2 separate regions of the Columba livia genome follow, and region 1 is linked to region 2. A link is a contact called in public Hi-C data. All regions are on one chromosome and are shown on one strand. The core of a region is the stretch at or near the end of the contact, and the rest is flanking DNA. Distances in the headings are between cores, read along the strand shown.

Region 1 (5,241 bases), core at 444-2,943, 360 kb before region 2:
CTTTGGAGTTCGCATATTCTCTTTACCATCACCTGTTAAGAAGCAACAACTCTTCTGGCCCTCAACAGGGAGGCAGGTCAGCACCGGGCAGTTCTGCTGTCACTCCTGTTGTTCTCAAAGCAATAAACCTACTGTCCTGTGCATTTCTCAGAGCTAAGAATACTGAAAGAGTGTATGGTCCTAGTGTATAAGCTTGTAGCTTGACTGGAAACCCACCTTTCCATAATCCTTAAGAACTGCATGTCATCTATTTTGGCATTGGCTCTGTGCTATCGTGGTGGTCGATCTGCTCCTCAATCTGGGTAAGTAGTGAAGCTTCATGTTTTGTGTCATCAGCTTGAGGTTAGGAGATGAATATTTTAACATCAGCACATTTGCAGCACTACAGAACACTTGGGCGAATATGTCTTCTCAAGATACATAGTGTGTGTTTGAAACAAGCTTTCAAGGTGGTTTTGGAACAAGCAGCTCTACACCCGGTTCCCATAACCTTGGCATGAACCCCCTGCACTGCATTTTCCAGCCATCAGTGTAATGGTTTATACCTTAGGTACAGGAATTTTACAGGGAGTTATACAGAAGTTTGTGCTAGGCGTTGTCCTTAACTAAGATTAACTAAGATCCCCTTTCATCATGTGAGCTTGTGTCTCCACTGAGAGGAGCTGTCACAGATGGGCTGTCATCAGTGGTGTCGTGTCACCTCACATTGAATCGCTGGCTACACAGTGTGCTGCATTTCTTCTAATGAGTCTTCTCTGCCAAAAAAAAGCAGCTGAGCAGGACACCAGTTCTTTGGCAGGGGCAAGCATCTCACCCTTTTTATCAAAAAGGGGTGGTCTTTGCTATTTAGTTTTAATTGCAAGGATATTCCCTCATTACTTTCTACTTTTCCTGAATATGGGTGAATTTTCTGCTGCAGGTGGGAGACAGTTGGGACTGGGAGTGGAGGGACCAGCCTCTCTGCTCTTTGTGGTTGGTTGCACAAATATGTCTCGTTTTAAGCCGCTGGAGCTATCTGGAGAAAATGGAAGAACTCAAATCGGGTGCAGCATTTCAATACTCAAAAGCACACAGTGCAATTTCAGGTGTGAGTTGTATGATGTCCCAATTGTTGCTGAGCTCCTGCTGGAAGAGCTCAGTGTGGGGATGATTGTTTCACCGTTGCTCGGTATGTACACATGCACAGCTATGTCACAAGAGCCAGAGGCTACGGGTGCATTGCAAAGAGCGAGCTGTATTTTAGTTACCTCTCTACTGGGGCATCTCTGAAATCGCTGGTACAAGGAACAGACAGGTGCAAGTCACTTGAGCATATTTACATTTAACCAACCTCCTCACCAAATCATCTGATACATTCCGATACACTCGGGCATGTAAATGACCCCTCGGAAGTAAAGTAAGAGGAATTACCCCTGGTTTTGGAGCTGTCTGCTCAGATCCCCCACCTGCAGTCACGCACATATAGAATTGTTATGGTTGGAAAAGACCTTTAAGATAGAGTCCAACTATAGGAAGAAGGGCCCCAGGTTCACATGAGAGTTCCTGGAGCAGGAAGAGTTGTGTTCCACCGGTCCCTACGTCACTGGGAGCAGTGAAGAGCTGCTGGCTCATGCAGACCTCTGGCACTAATTAACCCTCAGCAGAGGGTGGGATGGAGACGGGTCTGTGATTGGTTTGAGGCTGAGGATGGAGGGTGGGATTTGGTGCTGCTGTGCTCTTGGTTACAACATCTGGAGAGGATCTTCCTCCTCGGGACGTGGGGGCTCTCATCTGCAAGCAGGGACTGCTCGGTGGTCAGCATGTCTTTCATACAGGTGGACAAGGACTCTGATTTTCCTCTCCAGAATCTCCCATATGGGGTTTTCTCCACTAAGGAGGAGGTGAGTAACAGCAAACTTTGTCCTCAGGGTGTTGCCATTGTCCCAAGGCTACGAATAACAGCAGGAATTCCCTGCAGCCTGATATAAAGGAGAACTTCCCAGCCTGGGACGCTCGCGGGACCTTCCTGATGAGACAGCAAAACCATAGCTGCTGCATCGGCTCTTAAAAGAAGCTGTTATCAGAATAACCACATTAAGACTGCACAAAAGTGTTGATACTTATAAGTAGTACTATGGCTAATACATACAGCAGTTTTTGTGTGGTTTTGACTGTGTTTGTGAAATCATTAATTCTGCATTTAATCCTTTTAAGTAGAGGCACAGCACAGTTCGCACTGATATTTTTTTACTCTTAATTCAATCCTTCATTTTCCTTGTGGCTGAGTGTAATCTCATCTTCACCCTTAAGAAGCCACGTTATATATTTATTTGAACCTCACACCTCCCAGTGCCTGACGGGACAGAGCCCGGGGATGTGACCTCGGAGAAGGGGAAACGAGCCAAGAGCTGCTTCTCGGAAGGAAAAAGTGGAGGATTTATTTATCCTTGCTCACGGAAACATCCTGATTATCTCCTGGTTTCTGCTGTCTTGGCTTATCCGTGCAGGTTTAAAAAAAAATATATATAAAGTGGAAGATTGTGTTTTCTGATGCGGTATTTTCCAAAGATAAAACTGAGATGGTTTGTTTAATCTCTTCCTAGATGTGTGTACTGTTATCTAGCAAGTTTGGATTATTTTTCTGCCTTCTACAGTAAGTGTTCTCTGAAGAAAGCATCACTCCAACCCTATGAAAAGGCAGACAAGGACATAGAGAAATTATTTAGGAAAATAATGTTCTAAAAGTGGCCTAGCGTTGTAACAATTTCAAGCTAAAGCAGTTGATGTCATTCCTGACTATCCCAGTTACAGATTAACCTGACACGACCTTTAGAGTTTTCTGCAGGAATGTTTGCTGAATAAACACTTACTATCACTTTTGGAATCTTGTTTAGAAATTAAAGGTTTAACAGTGTGGATTTTCATAGTTGGCTGTTCCCGTTTGGTAAGCCGGTTTTCATAATGGTTGTAACTAGTTTGTCTAAAGACGGGAATAATTGAAATATGCAGTATTTTTATAACCCCCCGTGCAGCTGCGGCGGAGCTGCCGTGGGACTGGCCGTGCTGCTCCGTGGCCGTGCTGCTCCATCGCCGCCGGCTCCGCACGTGCTTGGTGCTGCGGAGATGAACGGGGTCTTTGTGTCCCGGGTTGCATCTGTCCCATGAATGCAGCCGCGATGTCCCTGTAGATGTGGGAAGCTGGTCCCGGAGTGAGGATCCAGGCTGGGGTTTGCCTCGCGTGGCGTGAGGGTGGGTTATGTATGGCGGCTTCATTCAACGTGCTGCAGAAGTAACGTGGCTGAGCAAGGTGCGCTGTGTTCCCAGCATCGTCAGTGGGGTCCAGAGCACCCTTTGTCTGCTGGGGAGGAACTGTGCTGCAGAAATCCCTATTTCTCTCCAGTTACATGGCTATAAGGATGAGATCAGTCCTGCTGTGGCATGTCTATGCTTCAGTTCTCCGTCTGTAGAAGGAGGAATAGCTTTTTTTCCTACTTCACAGCATATTTCAGATAGACAAGCATCAACATTTAGGGCTGGACTGGCAATTAAAGAAGTTTATTCTGAAATGCATGTCATTAATGAGGAGCAGGGGGAAGAGAGCATGGAAATAAACCTCTGTTTGTTGTCCTATCATTCCCCCAAAAGATGGGGACAAGGAGAAGGCTCTCCCACCCCTCAAAGGCTGTGGGGAGTCTGCAATAATGCTCTGCCTCTGGGTCTTCGCGTTTTTCAGTACCCAGTCTCATTGATTAGCTTTTAATGGCAAATTGCTGTAATACCAGACCCTTGTCCCTGATCAATAAAACTCTGTGACCCTGTCTTCCTCCGTGCCCTCTTTAGAGGATTTTTGGGTACAAGCATAAACTCTTCTTCTTTGCTGCTCTCCTCTTGCTGCTTTGCAGCCCAGACACAGACTTGGGGTCGCAATTGGAGACCAGATTTTGGATCTCAGTGTCATTAAACATCTGTTCAATGGACCAGCTCTTGCCAAACATCAGCATGTCTTTGACCAGGTATGTATCATAGTGTCTGTTGTTCTAATTTCCACACACACTTTGGAAACACCCCTGAGAGTTTGTAGAAACTTGTGGTGAGATAAGAACTGAAAATGTGTTGTTAGGTGGGCTCTACTTACAGGGTAATCTCATCACATCTGTGATAGCAAGGGGAGCAGAGGCATCTGGGGTCCAAAGGACATTTTCAGCAGACTTTGGCAATGCAGGGGCCTGACAGAATGTGTAAACAATTACTTCAGTCCCCCTTGTGCCTTCAGCAATTCATGACAAGGAATCAGATGGGATTTTGATGACAGAGAGGCTGCATTTTGAAGGTAAATACAAATGGCCTCTGGTTACATCTAGTTGAGTTATCAAAGCTGCTAAGGCACGTGGCGAGGGTGCAGCAGGTCCTGCTTCAGAAGATTTGTGGTGTGAGGACAGGAGCACAGGGAGCGATCAACAGGGAGGGCGGGTGATCTGGGCAGCCCCTGCCGCATAACCCCGGGGTGCAAGCGCAGGACATCTTCCACGCACACAAAGGGGAAGCAAAACGTGGTCTTTTATCTGCCTTCTCGCCTCTCTGTCACTGTCAGCCGACCCTGAACGCCTTCATGGGGCTGGGCCGGGCGGCGTGGATGGAGGCAAGGGCTCGTCTGCAGAAGCTGCTGTCGGCCAGCGAGCCAGCCCTGAGGGACAACGCGGAGCTGCGGGGAAGGTGAGGGAGCGGACAGTGGCACGGTGGCCTTCCAGCTGTGCCCTGTGCCACCCGGTGATCCAAGGCGCCAAAATAGAAGGTCTGAATGTGGCCACCTACATGGGAATTAACCAGGCTTTGGGTATATTGAGAGCTTCCCTCTTTTAATTACGTGTCTGATTAGTCCTTTAGATGCCCACAGATGCGGGGTGTCACCCTCCCCCTGGGGACACTGAGCTCTGCCCTGGGGTGATGCAGACCTGCTGTCTCTCTGCAGGGTGTCCAGATGGGCTGCCCAGGAAGGCGGGGGGGTTGCGTCCCCTCCATCGTGGCCTTGGGTGACAAGGTGGCTGCCAGGGTCTCCGCCCCACCTCTGCCACCTCCCCCAGCACTGCCCTGGAGCCTCTTCTGGCAAGGGGTCACCCCTCCAATTGCTCCTCAGAAACAGCCGGAGTTTGCTAAAACCAACCCCGTTGTCACAAATTGGTTTCAGATATGGGGCAGTGCGCTGGTGTAGGGGTGGGAGGGGAGGACTGTGCCCTGCTCCATGCTGTGCTGATGGAAAATGTG
Region 2 (5,223 bases), core at 888-3,387:
TTGGTTTGTTTTTTTGCACCCTTGAAGCAGGAATGCGCAAAGCCTCAGAGAATTATGTGTCAGCTCTCTAAAGGGAGAATCACTTTACCATTTGATTAAACCATTTAAATGACAGGATAAGCAAATACATTACCATTGTGCCTAGTCTCACTAACTATGTAACTTGGCAAGTTAGTACTTATTATGTAGCTTTCCTTTTGATTGAACTTCAAGGTTTAAAATGGTTTCTAAAAATGCAGTGTTCAGGTAATGGAAATCCTCACCAGAAACTATTTTCTTTTTGTTTTTTTTGGAAACAGAAGACTAAGGACCACCTACTAGAAGTGAAAATAGAAACTTATAAGAAACAGTACTTCCACCTAAAGGATGACTTTGCATACATTGAGGTGAGCAGACCTTCCCCATGAACATTATGGGACAAAAGTTTAAGATATTTGCTTCTTTTTTATGGATGAGTTGCTTATGAAGTTACCTTGGATAGTTAAATTCAGGTCTCTTTTGCTTTGTATTTTGGAAAAAAAAAAAAAAAGTTGTAACTTCTACATATTAGCAGTAATTCATATTAGCTTGACCTCAGAGATCTAGAATTCTGCCCTTTGATAGAAAGAGCAGTCCCATGGCTCATCACTTTTAGTGCCTCTTGTTCTTTGTAATTGTGTTACTTTGACAGATTAAGAGTATTATTCCACACCCACAGGTTGATGGTGTGAGGTTTTTCCTCACTGATGAGGGTATCCAGCTGGTTGTGATTGATGGGCATCGTGGGAAAGTCGTTGATCGTGTGACATTCAAAAACTCAATTCTACAAGGAATCCCAGCACAGATAGAAAATTACGTCAACAACATCAGAGATCAGTAAGTAAATAATCTGGTGTTACGAAGGAGTAATATACAAGAATGCCATGCAACACTCATCTTTTTCCTGGATTTTGTCACCCAACATGGGCCAGACTGACCGGGCTGACAATGAGTTCTTGTACCTGCTGACTCCAACTGAGTCCAAACGTGAGCGGGACATGCAGGCAGCAGCAGAATGCAGACTGTGTGATTTAGGAACTGACCGAGCCCCAGATAAACTGCAGGGGTACACGTGATTAATAAACTGCAGATCTACATTTATGCTGTGAGTTACAGACAAACTGCAGACTTAAATTCACAGACTCTGCACTTATCGGCACAGATGTGCGCAGTTTACATTTTTCTGTTGCCTGCATGCTCTCTCAAATAGCAGAAAATTCCACTCATAAAACAAATTCCTCTTTGCACATGTTCCCTGCCCAGACATAAGGGCTGAGTGCTTTTATTTTTTAAGTACGGGCAGCCAGAAATGCAGAGTTTTTTGAGTGATAAGTATCCAACACATGTTCCTGCATCTTGGAGGACAGCAGCTTTGTCTGCTGGAGAACATGGGAACATCAGAAACTCTTTAACCAAAGGGCTTGTTCTCATATTAGTTTGTGGAATGCTATTGGGAAATGGATATATTTCATCGTTATTAAATCTGTTTTGATTGGAAATCTGTTATGTAACATTTAATACAAATATGATTGCTTTGTTGCTGAATCATCTGACATAACTGTGGACAGATAACAGGATATTGTTCTGGCATTTGTTCTAGAGGCTCGGCGGGGAGGTTTCAGCAGGGTGCCATGCAGGTGGATCAAGATTTGTTTCTAGTGTCTTAAGTAATTCTGAAGATTGCAAAAAAATACATTGAGTAATAACTGCAGAGAAGCATGGTAGTTGCTGACTTTTATTTCATAAAAAGCTTTTCAGAGAGGCCGTTATCCCCCTTTGCAAAAAATCCAGTCTCAGTCCTGGCTGGATCCAGCTCCTGGATTCTTTCTTACTTAAGAAGACTGAATTGTAATCAGACTTCTCAAGTATTTAAGTTTTTCTGAGCCTCATTGTGTTCTCTGAATGAGTTTCCCAGGGACAAGAAAACAAAACATCTGGCGAATTTATTTTAAACTTCCACAGCAGAAAAGGCTTAATAGAAAGTAATGATTTTAGTGAACTGAAGGAAGAAAAAATAGGTGATTTAGCATTTGCAAAGTAGTCAAAACCAGCCTGCCAGCCCAATCCACTCTTGTAAGCACCTCAGGTTTATTCTAAGAAAAGTCCTGATGATTCTTAACTCTTTTTCTTCTCTGTTCCTCCACCACCACCCGTTGCTATTTTTCCCTGAACAGTTCCACTTCCAGCTGAGGTGTTAAGATGTAACTGCTGCTCCGGGCAGCTCAGGGCTGGAGCTCTGCAGGAGCTGTTTCCTAATTAATTTCGGTGACTCGTGTCCACTGTGATGCTGGAAAGCAGACCCAGCAAGGCTCCCATTCTCCAAGACTGCAATTGCCTTTAGAGTCAGGGAAGTTTCATCCATGGCAACTCTGCAAGGTGGAATGAAATAATTTAATCTAAGGAAGTGTTTGCTCAATTACTGTTGTGCAGTTTTAATCGGGAGGTGAACAAAGAAGACATCCCAGCCTCACTGAACTTACTAGCAAAACTTCTATAGAACTCACTGGAGTGTAGCTTTTCTTTGTTAGGCTTTGAGATAATCATCGGGGGTGTTTGTGTGTCTTGTAGGGAGCTAAAATTGGCTGAGTATCCTGTGTTTCTCCCCCAAAAAGTATCACTATGTGATTATCTCTTTAGGTTTAACATGGATTTTTATTCTGCTCCTCTTGAATTAAGCCTAGGCAGCTACTGAGTTTTAACCAAGCATTGCAGATTGACATTAACTTAATTCACCTTAAGTCTTTTATTTATCATTTGGCACTTGTAGAGGACCCCAAGAATTTTGAGATGAAACACAGTACATACAACTAAGGCAGTAATAATATTAATGCTACACTTTTTTAAGCAAAAGCAGGCTGACAATGAAGGAAAATTGTCAGGCCAGCAGGTCTCAAATAAGTGAAGTTCTTCAGGTTTAATCTGCTAATGATGAAAGAACAAGAAATTACCCGAGACTTGCTAAGAGCATCCCAGGAGGAGCATGTCCTGAGCAAAGCAGGATAGAACTGCTGTTTGGAAACCTGTAAATCATCCTAGAAAACGGTGTTTTAAAGGAAAAAACAAAAGAAATTCTGTCTGCTTTCTAGTGGGTTTTGCATGATTGGAAAAGCAAATGTATGACTAAACTGTTGGAAAGCATTGACACAAGCCATTAAAGCAGAAACCACTATAGTTCGTGAGTGTCTATGGGTCACACAGGCAGGAGTTACCGGTGCTCAAGACCAACAAGCAAGGAATGCATTCTGTCTCTTCATCTGTTTATAAATGGCTTTGTTTCCTTCAGCTCCATAGTGCTGGTGACATCTAAAGGAAGATTCATTTCAAGAGGACCATGGACAAAAGTACTGGAGAAACTTGGAGCAGGAGAGGGCTTTAGATTAAAAGGTAACCACTTTTTAAAAACTCAATTTTAAACCCCTTTGAACTATTCCCTTCCCTTCATTCCAACTAGGACCTTTTCCTACTTCTTAACTTTGCCTTGCTTGTTTCTATCAGCATGTGCTCAAACATCCTGGGAACAGTCATTTCTATATTCGGTAAGGTGGTATCCACTGCAGCTTTGGATAACAGCACTCACTTTAATACTGTAGAAGGGGAAAGTGCCCTGGTAGTTGTTCTTAGAAGTAAAGAAATCAGGAGGTTTGATTTTCCAGATTAGTTTTAAATAAAAAAGGCACTTTAACAATAGGAATATTGGACTTTTTTTTTTTCCACACTAAATGCCCCCAAACAGGATTTTTTACTTCTCTGAACTTATTTTTAGCTGCTTTTCTCTTGCAACAAAATTCTGACTCGATGGCCCAAAGCCTATAGATTTCAAATCATCACGTATTGCACTAGAATATTGCTTTACTGTGTGTGTTGCTCTGATCCGCTGTGTGAGTTTTTGACTTGCTTTCCTCTTTTGTGTGTGTAAGCTCGCTAACGTAGGTTTTTGTCTGTTGTGCTGTCCCTCATCACCCCCTCACCTTTCCCGAGCAGGAAAGGGTTTTGAGTATGACCATCATGCAAACAATTATAGCTTCAAAAGAGAGCTCAAGCCGCCTGCTAAGAAGGGTGTTTCCTCCTCTCTTTCTTCTCTGCTATGTATCACACATTGTTAATTAATGGAAGCATACAACATGTAAATACAATTTTAATTAAGCTTCATTGGGAAGGTATTTCTTTAGTACCTGGAGAATGCATAATTGGGAAAGCTTGAGTGCATGTGCATGCTCATGTGAACCTGCATCCATCCAGTCAGGGGGTGTAGCCACCACACAGGTGGTTTTCTGGGCAGCCCTAGCACACTCCTAATAATACATTTGCTCTGATTTGCAGAAAAAATGGCTTTTGTCGGCTTCAAAGGCAGCTTCCGCCCTGTCTGGGTGAAGCTGGTCACTGATGAGGACTCTGCTAAAATCTACCAAGCGCTGCCAATTCCTGTGGTGAAGAAAATGAAGTTATGAGGACAGAGAGCTCTGGCTGCCGGCGCTGCCCCCGCGGGACGGACTGACTGCAGGCACCCCGCTCCGGAGGCGCAACGTTGTCTTGTTCTTGTTGTTCACAAAGAAATCTGACTGTAAGTAGCTAAAGTGGCCACGTGTGACAGAAAAGCCTTCTCCTCTGCCATCAGCGTGTTCTGTGATCACCAGCCCCTCGCCGGTTGACTCTCATGTTACTAAGCGAGGTTTGACCTGTTTTACAAGGTACTGGTTTTATCAGCAACCCTGTGACAGACTAACTTATGTGCTGCCTATTGAAGGGGGAGCTATAGGCCTGATGGCCATTGAGAATTATTGCTTTTACCAGCCTCTAAGTTGTCAAAACACTTTTTTTCTCCCCCTGGTTTAACTATTTGCTCATATAAACATGAAATGCCAATTCAAAGGCTGGTTGAAAATCTAATATAGAAAGATTCAATGAATGATTACTTAGATGCTGGGAAACTTCACTGGACAGTAAGAATTTATCCTAAAGCTTCAATGATATTTGATCAAGCTCTTTGGGATCTGTGTTGTACGTGCACATAGTTGGGGAAGAGATTAGAGAAGGAGCAGATAAAATATGCCAGCAGGGGCTGTTGAAACCACATATTTCTGTTTGCTCAGAAAATTGTGTTTCTCCTATGGATGAAGGTTTTTTAATAGTGGCTGCTCGAATTGAAAGTTTTCCTTCAACAAGCAGCTGTAGGCTAGAAGGAAAGCAATGTCTATGAGCACATAT

The links. A called contact is a pair of places that touch in the nucleus more often than the background predicts.
Region 1: a Hi-C map of liver shows a contact between it and region 2, with 4 times the contacts expected there. The contact joins the promoter of FAH here to the enhancer-like site in region 2. A contact is called at or near these places in 2 of 2 Hi-C or Micro-C datasets (crop and liver).

What each region holds. Positions count from the first base shown.
Region 1 is chr11:4,808,440-4,813,680 of bColLiv1.pat.W.v2, reverse strand. FAH (fumarylacetoacetate hydrolase) reads left to right here and starts at 1,693. Exons shown (of 14, transcript XM_005504103.4): 1 at 1,693-1,880; 2 at 3,882-3,992; 3 at 4,571-4,692. The coding sequence starts at 1,800.
Region 2 is chr11:4,449,200-4,454,422 of bColLiv1.pat.W.v2, reverse strand. It overlaps CEMIP (cell migration inducing hyaluronidase 1), which reads left to right. Exons shown (of 29, transcript XM_065076513.1): 26 at 300-386; 27 at 698-855; 28 at 3,302-3,402; 29 at 4,339-5,223. The coding sequence ends at 4,466. Among named protein-coding and RNA genes, the nearest start is that of MESD, 25 kb to the right of the region's middle. Within about 2 kb of position 2,137, at least 1 of the 3 cell types and tissues checked has an H3K27ac peak away from gene starts, as active enhancers do.